2 separate regions of the Hordeum vulgare genome follow, and region 2 is linked to region 1. A link is a contact called in public Hi-C data. All regions are on one chromosome and are shown on one strand. Each heading gives the region's core, a stretch centred on a gene start, on an enhancer-like site or on the middle of the called end of the contact. The rest is flanking DNA. Distances are from core to core; before and after follow the strand shown.

Region 1 (6,437 bases), core at 3,922-6,421:
ATCAAGCATTGGCAAGGATGCCTCGTCGTATGCCAGAGATAGCTCATGAGATTTAGATGTTCCATCAACAACCAATGGCTTGGCAACTGCAACAAACAGAAGTACGTCCCATCAGCAATTTCCACTTACTATTCCACACATAACAAACAGGAAGTCCCGTGTAACACATCGAAGGAGAATAAGACAAAGCCCCAGAAGCAGGATACTGAAGCTAAACAGGAAAAATTGCCTAAATGTGTGACAATGGGAATTATCAACTGGAAGAAGAACATCACAACATCAAACTTGAATATTAGTCTAAGTGTCTATCTCCCCCAAATGTATTGCTGGCCTACTTACTTTACGTCCTCATTCAAACTAGTGTGAAAACACCAAGTGTGACAGGCAAGTTGCAGGACATGTTTCCACATAACATGCACACAGAATCAGGTAACATATAAATCACCAAACTAAATAATCAGAGGATTTCTGCAACACAATGTCAATATATAGTGTCTCATCATTCCCTTCCTTGTTTGACATACAGTGCATGCCTGTTTATATTGTACTCATTCAGTAATGAGTGAAGCATATGTTTCACATAACAGAAGGAAATCGTCCATGTAGCTAGGTTGTACTGTATCATGACTCATGATATTGCAGCTAGTGCAGATCATATGATGCCCATAGCTGATATCTAAACTCATATAGAACAACTAAAGTGAAGTGCAGCGTCAAAAATACTAAAGTCAAGTGTGTCTTGAAAGGAGCAACAAATACAAATCGAGATTCAAGAAGCATGCAACCTAGCATAGCTAGGACATAGAACTGAATAATTTAGAAGAACAGAAGGGCCACAAGCCCCGGACCTACCTAAGGTACCATGTATATAGAACTAAAAGAACATATCAGAACAATCCTCTCAAGTTCCTGCTTGTCTATAACACCCTATTGAAAGTAGATAAATACAGCAATGTTCCCGAGACACCGCAGAATTGATTAGAACAGTCTAATTTTCAGGAGCAGAGAATAACTCAACATTATAGTACTACCTCCGTCCCAGAATATAAGAACGTTTTTCAAGCTATGTTAACTTGAAAAACGTTCTTATATTCTGGGACGGAGAGAGTACATGATAATGGTAGCAGTTATAACATATCCACGGGCTTTCGTCAGAACCACGACAACTGCATGGAGAATACTAATCACAAGGAAAACATGTACACTCAAATCTAAACATAAGCAGCAAAAATGAACAATCAGATAACCAAATCGATCAAAATAAATGGATCATGAGAAGCTAAAGCAAAGTGATGGATCTGATTAATTCAAACGAATCACTCATAGCATAGTTCAAAACCTTTTATCCAAAAGAGCTGATAGTTTCAAGATTTGAACAAATTACCCAATGGCAAGGTTAGCCCAGCCATGGCAACTGCAGTTGGTATAGAGGATGGATCTTTCATAATGACCAGTTGGCGTGGAGTGCAAACTTCTTCTGCAATGGTCCAAAATCCAAACCATAAAAAATTATATTATAAACTATTCTAAACATATCGAGTCCTTATTAGCAAAAAAAATATCAAGTCCTTCAGAGAAGTAAGCTGAGGATGCACTTTCAGCAGCCTGCATGTCAATATACTACGTGTTCACTATAAATCAGAAAGTTACTGCTGTCCAATTGAACAGAATTTGTCACTGGACTCACCCAGCAGTAAACAAGAAATTACAGTGTCTATTCTTTTCAGTGGACTTCGTGTTTGTGTGGGTGAGTGCTTCCACTCTTTCACTCATAGAATATGCCTTCAGATCTATGCACATTCTAGAACCACAATACTCACATGAGCTGAAAAAATGTACATCACTTGCCCAAACTGTTCAACTTGGCTAATTTTCATAGCACAAATATGAAATATCAATAAAAGACGTATTACGCATCTGCAATATTACCATAGAAACTGGACAGGTTCAAGTCTGCTACTTCTTCAAGCATCGATTGTCGATTGTTCAGATGCTCGATGGCATTGGGTGGGTCGAGTACAGTGACTTCTGGATGCACTTCATGATAATCCTTCACAGAATGAAGAATGTTAAATGTAAAAATCAACATAGAAGGGGAATTCCTGATTTAGAAGCTAAGAACAAAGTGTTACAATTATGATAAGCTTTTCACAGGGAGCTGCAGTTGACAATTACGATATTTTTTGCATTAGATAATTAAGTATATTAACTGTCATCGCCGCCGACAGAATAAACAGTAAATCTTACTACCAAGGTTAGAAAACAAATGACTTCCTAGAATTCATTCAGTTCAAGTTTTCTATCTTTGACTCCCAATATATGAAAAAATGGGTTGATTGGAAGAAAATAATATCATTGGATTTTATAGGAATCACATTTTTATAACAGACTTTTTTTCAGAGATGTTTGTTGGCGACTGGGTCAATATCGGAAAACGCCATCTATTTCTGGACGGAGGGGCTATCTGACTATTGATTTCCCAGGACATGATACCAACTATACAAGAGAAATTAGATAAATGCATGACCAGCGTGCATGTTGTATCAGTATGCATGCATTTGCAGATCATCGGGTTTCTACACCTGTAGTCTAGTATTACCTCCAGAATCCGCTGCCACTCCTTGCTAGTTTTCTGCAGAAGGAAGCAAGAAACCTATCATGACATAATATTTTAAAAACATTAAGCAGAATTCACTTCTTTCAATATTCAAACCGTTTATAAACACAACCATTGGAGAAAATATGTTAGACAATCTTAGTTCTGAGACCTATGCATCCAGACTTTCAAACATATTTTAGAAAGTATTTGACTAACCTTGTGCAAGATAATATCAAATGGGCCTTGTTCTGAGAGAGGACGAGTTTCATCAATTGATATGAAACTAATTCCTTTCTTCCTGACAAAGCAAAATGCACATGTTTAAGATGTCAAGCAGCACTAATAAATAGAATAAAAGCTTGGCAACTAGTCAGCACACAAGGCTAGTGATTACAAACTTATAACACATGAGCAGACAAAATCATCCAAGTCAAATTCACTCTGCTGAACTTCAAAAAAAAAAAAAGTGCATCGCCAACTCAGCTTGGGTTAAATTTGTTTGTAGGGCCACCTGAATACTCGGTCAAATGCAAATCAGAATATATCACAAGGGTACCTCACTACCTCCCAAAGGATAAAAAGGAATTATATGGAAACCAGCATCATGTCAAAAGATTCATATTTTCAGTTACTCAACAGTAGGGGATACATAAACAATCTAAAAAAATAAATCAACTTCAGATATACAATTTGACCAAGCAAAATTTGTTCAATTCCTGAAAAGAACATTTCCCTTGTAAATTTATTTCCATTCCTTGCTTATGTTTTTCTACTAGAATGCATGCCTTACCGAAAAAGCCTTTTTCCCCGCTTTATAGATAAAGCAAACCACCACAGCCACAGAGTTCAATACAAGGTCAAATCCAAACACACACAACACAAAGTACGGGAGGGTTCTGCTGAATGCATGCCTTACTTATGTTGTTTAGCCCGTGAAGCAACTCACAAGGGTAAAGTGCACTTTTTTTTTAAGTTAAAGCAATCAAACAATAAAAGTGCATGAATAAAAAACTGAGTCATTTGTCTTTTTGTACAGGAAACATTTGACCATAATTTTGCATGATTCTCTGCAGACCCACATGATCTAACATGATACACATCTATGAATGTTGAGAATTTTCTAAGATACGCAAGTATATAAACCTTAAAATCAAGCACCCACCCAAGTATACATTTACTTTTTATTATTCAACATACTTTTTAATTATGTTCATAGGGTGAGAAGCTGGGAAGCAATTAGCAAATAATTGAACAAATTTAGCTCTTAATTCAGATAACTAGTAAAATAGCCAGCTCAAATATTGTTTCTCATTTGAGTTTTATCGAAAAATAATTGCTTGTCAGTGGCCCATGTTGCCATCAAATCTAGCGACGCATTCACTAAAGTGGAAACGATCCCAGGAAAGACATTGCCATCAACAAGTTGTCATAATCCAAGTGATGTGCTTATCCATGGGAATATTCCAACTAGAATCCCAGATGCCAGGCACAAGGATTAGCATACCACAAAGCATTTAGTCAAGTGGACATGATAATATACAATTATAGACCATGGACGCCCCCTCGTGCAATGTAACTGCCAACATTGGCACGCGGATATGGCATCTACCGATGCTAATGGAATTTCTAATCTAGAACCCAAACATGCTTCACTGAGAAGCCACTATCACAAGCCTGTAACCGCTCCTGCTAACTTTACTCCAGTCGATATCTGATTCGATCACTGATTAACAAGTGCTATAAGGAATAGAATAGCATTCCATTCCACCCCATACTGCAGAAATTATAATGGTTTGAACATCAATTACTAGTTTACTACCCGTTTGTCACCTCTGCATGTTCAAGTAAACTAGTAGTACACTACTGATGTTCAAGAACTGATCCAAGAACAGCCTTTTTCCTCCAAGAGCAAGACCCTTAAGTCATCAACACCTCTGTACCAGAAAAAAGAAACATATGTCTTCACGTTTTGTGAAATTACTCCCCACTGAGCAAACAAGAAACATATCTCCTTTCTCTGAATAAAAAAACAGCCACCACCTGCATCACCCATGAATCAATGGAGTCCATCTCTATAAGCGGTGATCCAGGCTTTTACCTCGCCAGCAAGAGCAGCTTGGGCTGGAGGAAGCTCTTCACCTTCTTCTTCGTGAGGGCGTAGCCCACCACCAGCCTCGACGCGGCGGCCGCCGCGGCACCGGCGAGCGACGACGACGACAGCAGTGCCGGATCCATCACCGCACCCTCCTCTTCGTCATCCGACACGTCCCCATGCAGCCTCATCCCCGCGAGCCCTATCCCGAGCTGCCGCCACAGATGGGCGATAAACCCAAAATGATGGGAATTCGGGGGGAGTCAAATGTCCAGGTAAAGGGGGGGATCCAGCAGAGTCGATGCTTCGCGCGCGAGAGAGAGTTTGCTGAGGTGTGGTAGGGCTATATCTGGAGGATTTTGGGGGAGGAAAATTGTTTCCCGGAGCTTTAATTAATGGCGAGACGAGTGGAAGAGGGAGCACGAGAACGGGAGCGGCCGGGTATTTGTAGACGACGAAGCGAGGAGAAGGTGAGTGAGTGGATGATTCTAATTTCTAGGTGACAATGTTATCTGCCGCACATCTACGGTCGTAGACAACCGTGTTACCTTCTCCGTACAATACAAATTGGGGGAGGCTCCCCAATCCCTCCGCTCTTCTCCCCTCCTCCTTGAGATTCTCCCCTCCTCCTTGAGAGTCCCCTTCTTACACAAAGAAAGAAAAGCGATCCCTCGACCGTCGCCACAGAGCTTTGCTCCACCGCCGCCCATGACCTTCGTTGTCGGTGATGAGGGGGGGGGGGGGGGGGGGGTCGGATCCACTTGTGTGAATATCAAGCCCTCATATATTGATTGATGAACATTTTCATAGCTCGTTGGTCCACCTAGTTGATGTAAGATTTTTCCCCGCTTTAACTCATTTTGATCTTTGCCACCATGCTCTATTCCACCCATATGGTATATCCATGATCCATGCTCATATATTGAGTGAAGTTGAATAGCTTCAACGGTGATGGTGATGATGGCGACGTTGAATAAAGAATCTTTAAATTCTTTCTCGACGAGGCTATCTGGCCTTTGTTTGGGAATGGATCTAGAAATCAGTTTTGTTCAAGTAAGGATGGCGTGGATACGGTGGCATCCTTGTGATGAACTTGTGTCCTCGGGCACCACTGTTGCGACGACGTTTGTTCCAGCGTCGACGCAGAGTTTGAAAGGTAGTCTAGGAACGGATGCAGATTATGGTCTGCATCGACGACATCTGAAAGATGGTGGATCGTGTGTTATGTTCGTGGCAGACACGTATGGTTTTCTTCCCCGACGTCTTAGTCATGCGGGGATGCCAAATATGGAGTTCGATGGTGTGTCTGAGGTGTTGATCTGGTCCAATTCGTTCAACGGCAATGTCTTTGTCTTGAAAGCACAACTTCTTCCTAAGGTGGTTTTGGTAATTAATCACAACATATGTATCATTGAACTAATGATCTTATCTAAGTTTATTTCAAAAAAGCTCAAAGATGCAATGGCTAAGGATTGTGAGGGGAACCCCTCAATACAAGAAAATAAATAGGATTGGCCAAGCTTCAAGCTACAAGACTCTGCATTTTATATTTGCGAGAAATTACATTTCAGTCCATAGGAAAGCCAATACTATTAAAAGGGGGTGAAGTATCTATAATGAATTGGTTGCTCAAGTGCTTAGAGATAGCCACCAAAAATACTCAGCCATTCTTCCACAAAAGTTCTTTGTCCAAAGCCTATACAGCAAAATTGGTGCCACCAAGATTTTCCGTTCGACCATACCGAT
Region 2 (6,054 bases), core at 3,202-5,701, 400 kb before region 1:
AAGTTTCTATTTTATCTTTTCTAATGTGTATTTTTTCACCTTATAGGTTTTTTGTATTTACTTTTTTACTTTTTTATATCATTTCGTTTTTAGTTATGTAATACTACTTTTTATGTATCCTTTTCATATTGCCTAATCCTCTTTTCCTTTTGCCTTTTTAATTTATTTTTTTTGTATATTTTTAAAAATAAATCTAAAATTGTTTGACCCAAAAGCAAAGATATTTAGGATTATTTACGTTTAATACATGAACAATTTTAGATACGTTTGCCATTTCGAAATACCTGTTAATATTTTTTTAAAGATGTTGAATATTGTTTAGTCTAAAATATATTGTTATAATATCTTAAACATTTTTTAGTATTCTTGAACATTTTTGATACATGTTGAACTATTGGGCCGTCCGATACAACCAAGCGAGTAAATGCTGTAGCACCAGGCAGCGCCTAAAGCACCGCGTGTGTGTCATGCGGAAAATCCTATTTAGCGCCACAGGCGTCAGTTAAAGGAAACATTTGCTAACCGGCGCCTGCAGCACTCCGCATGGGCCATCCCATTTAGAGATCAGATCTGTGTTTTAGCCCATGAACTTTTTTCTAAATCAATGAACTTTTTTAAAAATCTGTGAATTTTCTTGAAAATATATGATTTTATTAAAATGGCTGAACTTTTTAAAAAAATCTGAGAACATAATTTCAAATTTGTGAACTTTTTTCAAGATCAATGAACGTGTTTGCGTTCGGAAGGCGAGAAAAATGCTCATGGTGCCATGCTCACGTGGTCCGTGTAATTCCAGAAAAATGCTCTTGCTGCCATGCTCACGTCTTTGCGTTCGTGTCACGTGTTGTACCTCTTGTCAAGAAAATGATACACAAGCTTTTCCTATTCACCGAAAGAAAACCCGAAGGAGACCAACATAAATAATTAAAACCAGATTAGAAAACCGAGCGGGAAAAAACTTGCACAATATTAGGCCTGGTCAAATCCTTCGGCTTATGGCAAGCCTAATACAAATCAGTATGAACAACATATAGCTCTGGGGGGAGCTCTCGTGTGCATTAGACAACTCGATCGGGCTCCGTCGTGAATCTTGCAACTAGCTCGAGACACAAAGGATTCAAGGATAATCTTTTTTGATGCAAACCGCTTGGATTCGGAAGGCGAGAAGTTGCTTGAGGCGAGGAGGAACAAGATCAGCATGCATAGGGAGTACGAGTGGGCGAGAGCGACGGTCGTAGCAGCCGACGTGGTCCGGATGACACCCAACGAATGATTTATCATGTTGACGAGACACGAGCGTTGAATTTCATTTTGGCATCTGGCATGTTTTTTTCTTTTCTTTCCTGCATTATTGAATTGGTGATGCGTTTTTTTTGTTATGTGATCGATATGTATGAATTTTCAAGTGTTGATACGAGAAGTTCGGCTCTCCGGTAGGACTTTTGAGGTGCCATCCGACAATGTTCTAAAAGTTTAGGGAACCGGGTTTGCCAAGTCCAAATGTTGGTGACCGGATTTGTCATACACAGACACACGCTTAACACGGCACACGACATCAATGCGATGAACCGTGCCCGAACGGAGAAAATGAGCAACCTTCTTCTTACCGCGGGTGTATCAAAGGGCCGTCCGTCGCCAACAGCTGCCGCCGTCTCCATGTACTCTGGATGTACGTACGTGCGCACCCACAATTTTGTTGACTTATATATGTAAATATATTTTCTCGGTCTTAAAATAAGTGTCTTAAGCTCAATACAATTTTATACCAAATCTAGTATAAAGTTGATGTACTATTTATTTTTGGACGGAGGGAGTAATAAGTTAGCTATAATATCGCTCCCGGTGGGAATTTGCGATCCATATGGCTGGCTGTCGGTAGCAGGATGGATCAGCCGTCGCTTATCCCACGTGCATGGCCGCGGGATAGCCAACAGACGGGATCGTATGCGTTAGTGATCTGCCCGTGACAGGACGGACCCGTCGCTACGTCGGACTCACAACCATAGCGCGCGCGGCTGACCCACCAGACGCCACGGACGTACTGCAGACGTTGGTACCCGTTGATGCCACACACCGCAGCCAGCACCGGATCCGTCCGTCCCCGTTGCACCGTGCGCTGTCGTCCCTCTGATGCATCCTGCATTTCGGAAACACCTGTTCCATCCTTTCAAAAGCAAGCCGTCGGCAGGTCGACCCGATCGTCAGCCAGATTCGGCCGATCGAGCTCCGGCCGGGCTCCGCATATATCCCCCATATCTCGCCCGATGTGATGCGCCGGCAAAAAGCAGCCGAGGGGGGCAACGCGATGATCCGCGGCCAGATCTCCCTCCCTCCCTCCGCTGCAAACCGCCCGTTTGCGCCCTCAAATCAGCGGCGATGACCCGACGCCGACGGTGCAGTGCAGTACGTGACGGGCCAGTTCAGCTCGCTCCACTCGGAGGCGATCTTTCGCCCCTACCGGCCGGTACAGTGCGGTACGTTCATGTCAAGCTCGACGGGATCGGCACGTACGCACGTACGTGTACGTACCTGGAAGCGGGATTTGATTGCACTAGGCGCGAATCAATCGACCGCCGCATGCATGCCTTGTTATGTACGTACAGGATAGGCACGAATAGTCAGCAGGGGACGGGGATGGGGACGGGCCCATACGATACGATACGGGCCATATCCTTTGCCCGGCGCCGGGGGCCATGCCTCGTCACTGTTGACACGGATTCCACGCCAAAGCTTAGCTTGCCATGCAAACGCTAATAATTCGGTGTGGAGTGGACAGTTGCAGGGGGCGGAGCATGGCCGTGCAGCGGCAGCAGACGGTTTTTCTTCTTCTTTTTACGAGAAGGGGAATAAAGAAAGAAAGAAAGCGTCGACCTGCAGCGTAGTTGCCCTGCTCTGCTCCACAGTTGGCTAATTGAGGGAGGTGGTGAGAGCGAGACGCATGACCCGCTGCGGCCAATGATTGTCTGCAGGGAGTCTTGCTTTTGCTTGTTACACGGGCGCCCGGCCCGGCCGGCGCGTCATGTGGGCTGCACCACCATATCCACAACCAAATCCACCCCGAATGATGATGGGAGACAGCCTAGTACTGCCGCCATCGCCCCGGATGCAACATGGATGGTCCCTCCATCTCGCTCTCGCTCTCGCTCCGCCAACGCGCCGCAGGCGTACCTGCTCTCGCCGGTTGCATCCACCCCTTACCATCCACCCCTTATTATCTGCTAGCTAGCTAGTACCACCGCTCCGTAAGATATCATCCAAGAACAGATCTCTCCTCAGTACGCGTCGCGCCGTGTCAGTCTGACGCGATGAGGACCGAGATTTGAGGATCCCGTTTCATGAATGAGTTGCGTCCAGATCCACAGCAGCCGCACGGCTACATGCATGCATGCAGGGAGGGAGCACTGGCCAAGGAAGCAGACGCTGCCGCTGCAGGGATGCCAGCCAGCCTACCGGACACGACGAACATTCTTTCAATAATTGCGTCTGGCAGCCACGCTGTGGCGCCAGCTCCGATCCGGAGAGCCAGAGATCAAGGCATGGACACGCAGACTGACTGATGATCAGGGAAAAGCCAAGGTCGAGAGGTTCGAAACGACGGTTGTTTTTGAATGCCGAAGCCGGCCGGCAGGGATCTCGGCGCCATGCGGAGCGCGGCGACGCGTCACGGCTAGTGGGGCGCCACATTGAACTCCCCTCTCGGCTCGGGATGCAGATGGGAGCGCGCGCGGTGGCATGCGCTGCGTGTGACCGGCGTTAACTCGTCGGACTAGATTACTGCACCCCGTTCCGTCCCGTTCGGTCACGGGAAACCGGCCGGCTTCCCGTCCGGACGCGCCGTGCATTTGCTAGCGAGCTGCTCCGTCCAAGGGTAGGACGCGCGTGAGCCGTGAGGGGCGGGAGATGCCGCGTGTACCGTCTGCATATTTTAGGACGGATCGATGGGCTATCTAGCCTGGATACTCATGATACTGCCACTAAGTATATTTTAACCCCATGCCTCCCTCGATCGTGTTTTGACTGGCAAGCGATGACATATTCTATTTCTACTCCATATAGAAACCCAAGGGCAAATGACATTTTAGGGGCTGGAAGCATCGAGTGACACTGGATACGTGCCCGTATCATTGGCACTGCATACAAGTTTTGACGTCTCTCACGATGTAACGGCGCACATATATTTTTACTAAAGTCGTGAATTCTGATCGTTTTCTTCTGATTTGCCACCCGCCATCCCATCAAATTAATCGCGTGCAAAAGAAAGCTCCCATCAGAATACTAGTTCCGAAACGTCATTCGGGTCGAAAGTTCTGGAGCAGTCCAAACTAGAACGTCAGCTGTAGTTTCTCCACTTGTTTTATTTTGCACGGTGAAACGCGGTTTGGAATAACTCCTCATCCCCACCGGCACCGGCCACCAGGCTGTTACTATCAGAGATCGGTTCCGGGCTGGGTCCATCACCCATCATTGAATCGGACACGTACATGACATGGATGACCTCGGACGGTTGCTGTAGCCCGATACCAGACGGCCCACTGGTAGTCGCACAACGTAACTGCCAGAGCAGCCACACAAAAGCACCCGAAAATTGACAATCCAATCCGCACGGAGATATAACTCTTGCCGCGAGTCCGGTTCAAGGTTGCGAGCGGAGCGAGCGTCGTAATCGATCATGCACAGATACAGAAAGTAAGTTGATACAGAAAAGTAGGGGGGAGTCTTTCTTTATTAATCATTGATCAGGGTATTGCACAATGGGGTGCTCTTCTCTTTATATAGCCTAGAGGTAAGGGGGATAAATGTCCACTTAACGTTAAGTGGGAAACGTTCGGTCAAAGGGAGGACGCTGGCCGAGTCAGGCCGCGCCGCTCCTATCGACCCGGTAGTTTTTCAACACTCCCCCTTGGACAGTTATCCGTCTGTGATTTGCAATCATGCAGGTTCGACGGGTACCCAGCGTCGGCGTAACCTATAAGAGATAGGTCTTGATTCATTTTACAAAATAGGCCAAGATCTTTGGTCCCTTGTGGGTAATGGAAGATGTACTTGATACCTTTCCAATGTCTCTTGGTAGGTTTAGAACTGTACCTAGCGAGCAAACTGACGGCAAAAGTAATGTCTCGTCGTGTACAGTTTGTAAGGTACATGAGTGCTCCAACTGCACTAACGTAAGGACCTCTGGTCTGAGAGTTTTCTCCCCCTATTCCTTAGGCCTAGACGGGTCCTTGTCTGGCTGTAAAGATCTCCCGGCCATCGGGGTCTTAGAAGGATATGCCTTATCAAATTCAAATCTTTCCAACACCTTCTAGGCGTAGGCCGACTGGTGCACTAGAATCCCGTCAGGGGAATGTTCAAGTTGCAGACATCAGGTAGACAGAACTTGGTTTTACCCAAATCCTTCATGTCAAATTCCGACATCAGGTAGGGAGTTGCTTCCTCAATATCCTTAGGTGTACCGATTATGTTTAAATCATCCACGTACGTTGAGATTATACATAATCCATCTTGGGATCGTCGTACAAAAATACATGGGCAATCTTTATTGCTCGTGCAGACCTTCTGATGAACGATATCTCTTAGGCGATTATACCACATTCTACCAGACTGTCTAAGTCCGTACAATGCCTTTTGAAGTTGAACATTGTATAGACTCATATTTGTTCTATCATGGTTCGGAACATGGATACCTTCAGGAAATTCATGTATATGTTCGAATCCAAGTTACCATATAGGTAAGAAGTGACAACATCCATTAATTTCATTTTCAAGCCCATGTTTAGTGCCATTGAGATCAAGTATCTAGAGGTAACTCCATCCATGACCGGGGAACAGGTCTCCTCAAAATCGACACCATGTCGTTGAGTGAACCCTTAGTAACGAGCCTTGCTTTGTACCGTACTACCTTATTATTTTCATCTCTCTTTCGAAGAAAAACCCACCTATGGCCAACAAAGCGAATGTGGGGGAGGAGTTCGACAAACTCGTCCGAACACCTTCCTTTTGTTGAGAGATAATAATTCAGAAGTAATTGCCTTCGGACAATCTTTCCAATCCGAC

Evidence for each region. Hi-C and Micro-C count contacts between places; a contact is called where the count stands out from the background.
Region 2: a Hi-C map of leaf shows a contact between it and region 1, with 2.9 times the contacts expected there. The contact joins the enhancer-like site here to the promoter of LOC123449242 in region 1. A contact is called at or near these places in 3 of 6 Hi-C or Micro-C datasets (leaf and seedling).

Annotation. Positions count from the first base shown.
Region 1 is chr4H:520,165,943-520,172,379 of MorexV3_pseudomolecules_assembly, reverse strand. LOC123449242 (inositol-tetrakisphosphate 1-kinase 2) reads right to left here and starts at 5,171. Exons shown (of 10, transcript XM_045126385.1): 1 at 4,698-5,171; 2 at 2,816-2,897; 3 at 2,600-2,632; 4 at 1,930-2,050; 5 at 1,385-1,477; 6 at 1-86. The coding sequence starts at 4,882.
Region 2 is chr4H:520,564,033-520,570,086 of MorexV3_pseudomolecules_assembly, reverse strand. No RefSeq gene overlaps it. Among protein-coding and RNA genes, the nearest start is that of LOC123449243, 57 kb to the right of the region's middle. Within about 2 kb of position 4,451, at least 2 of the 3 cell types and tissues checked have open chromatin away from gene starts, as enhancers often do. A contact at or near this core is called in leaf, where this site is marked.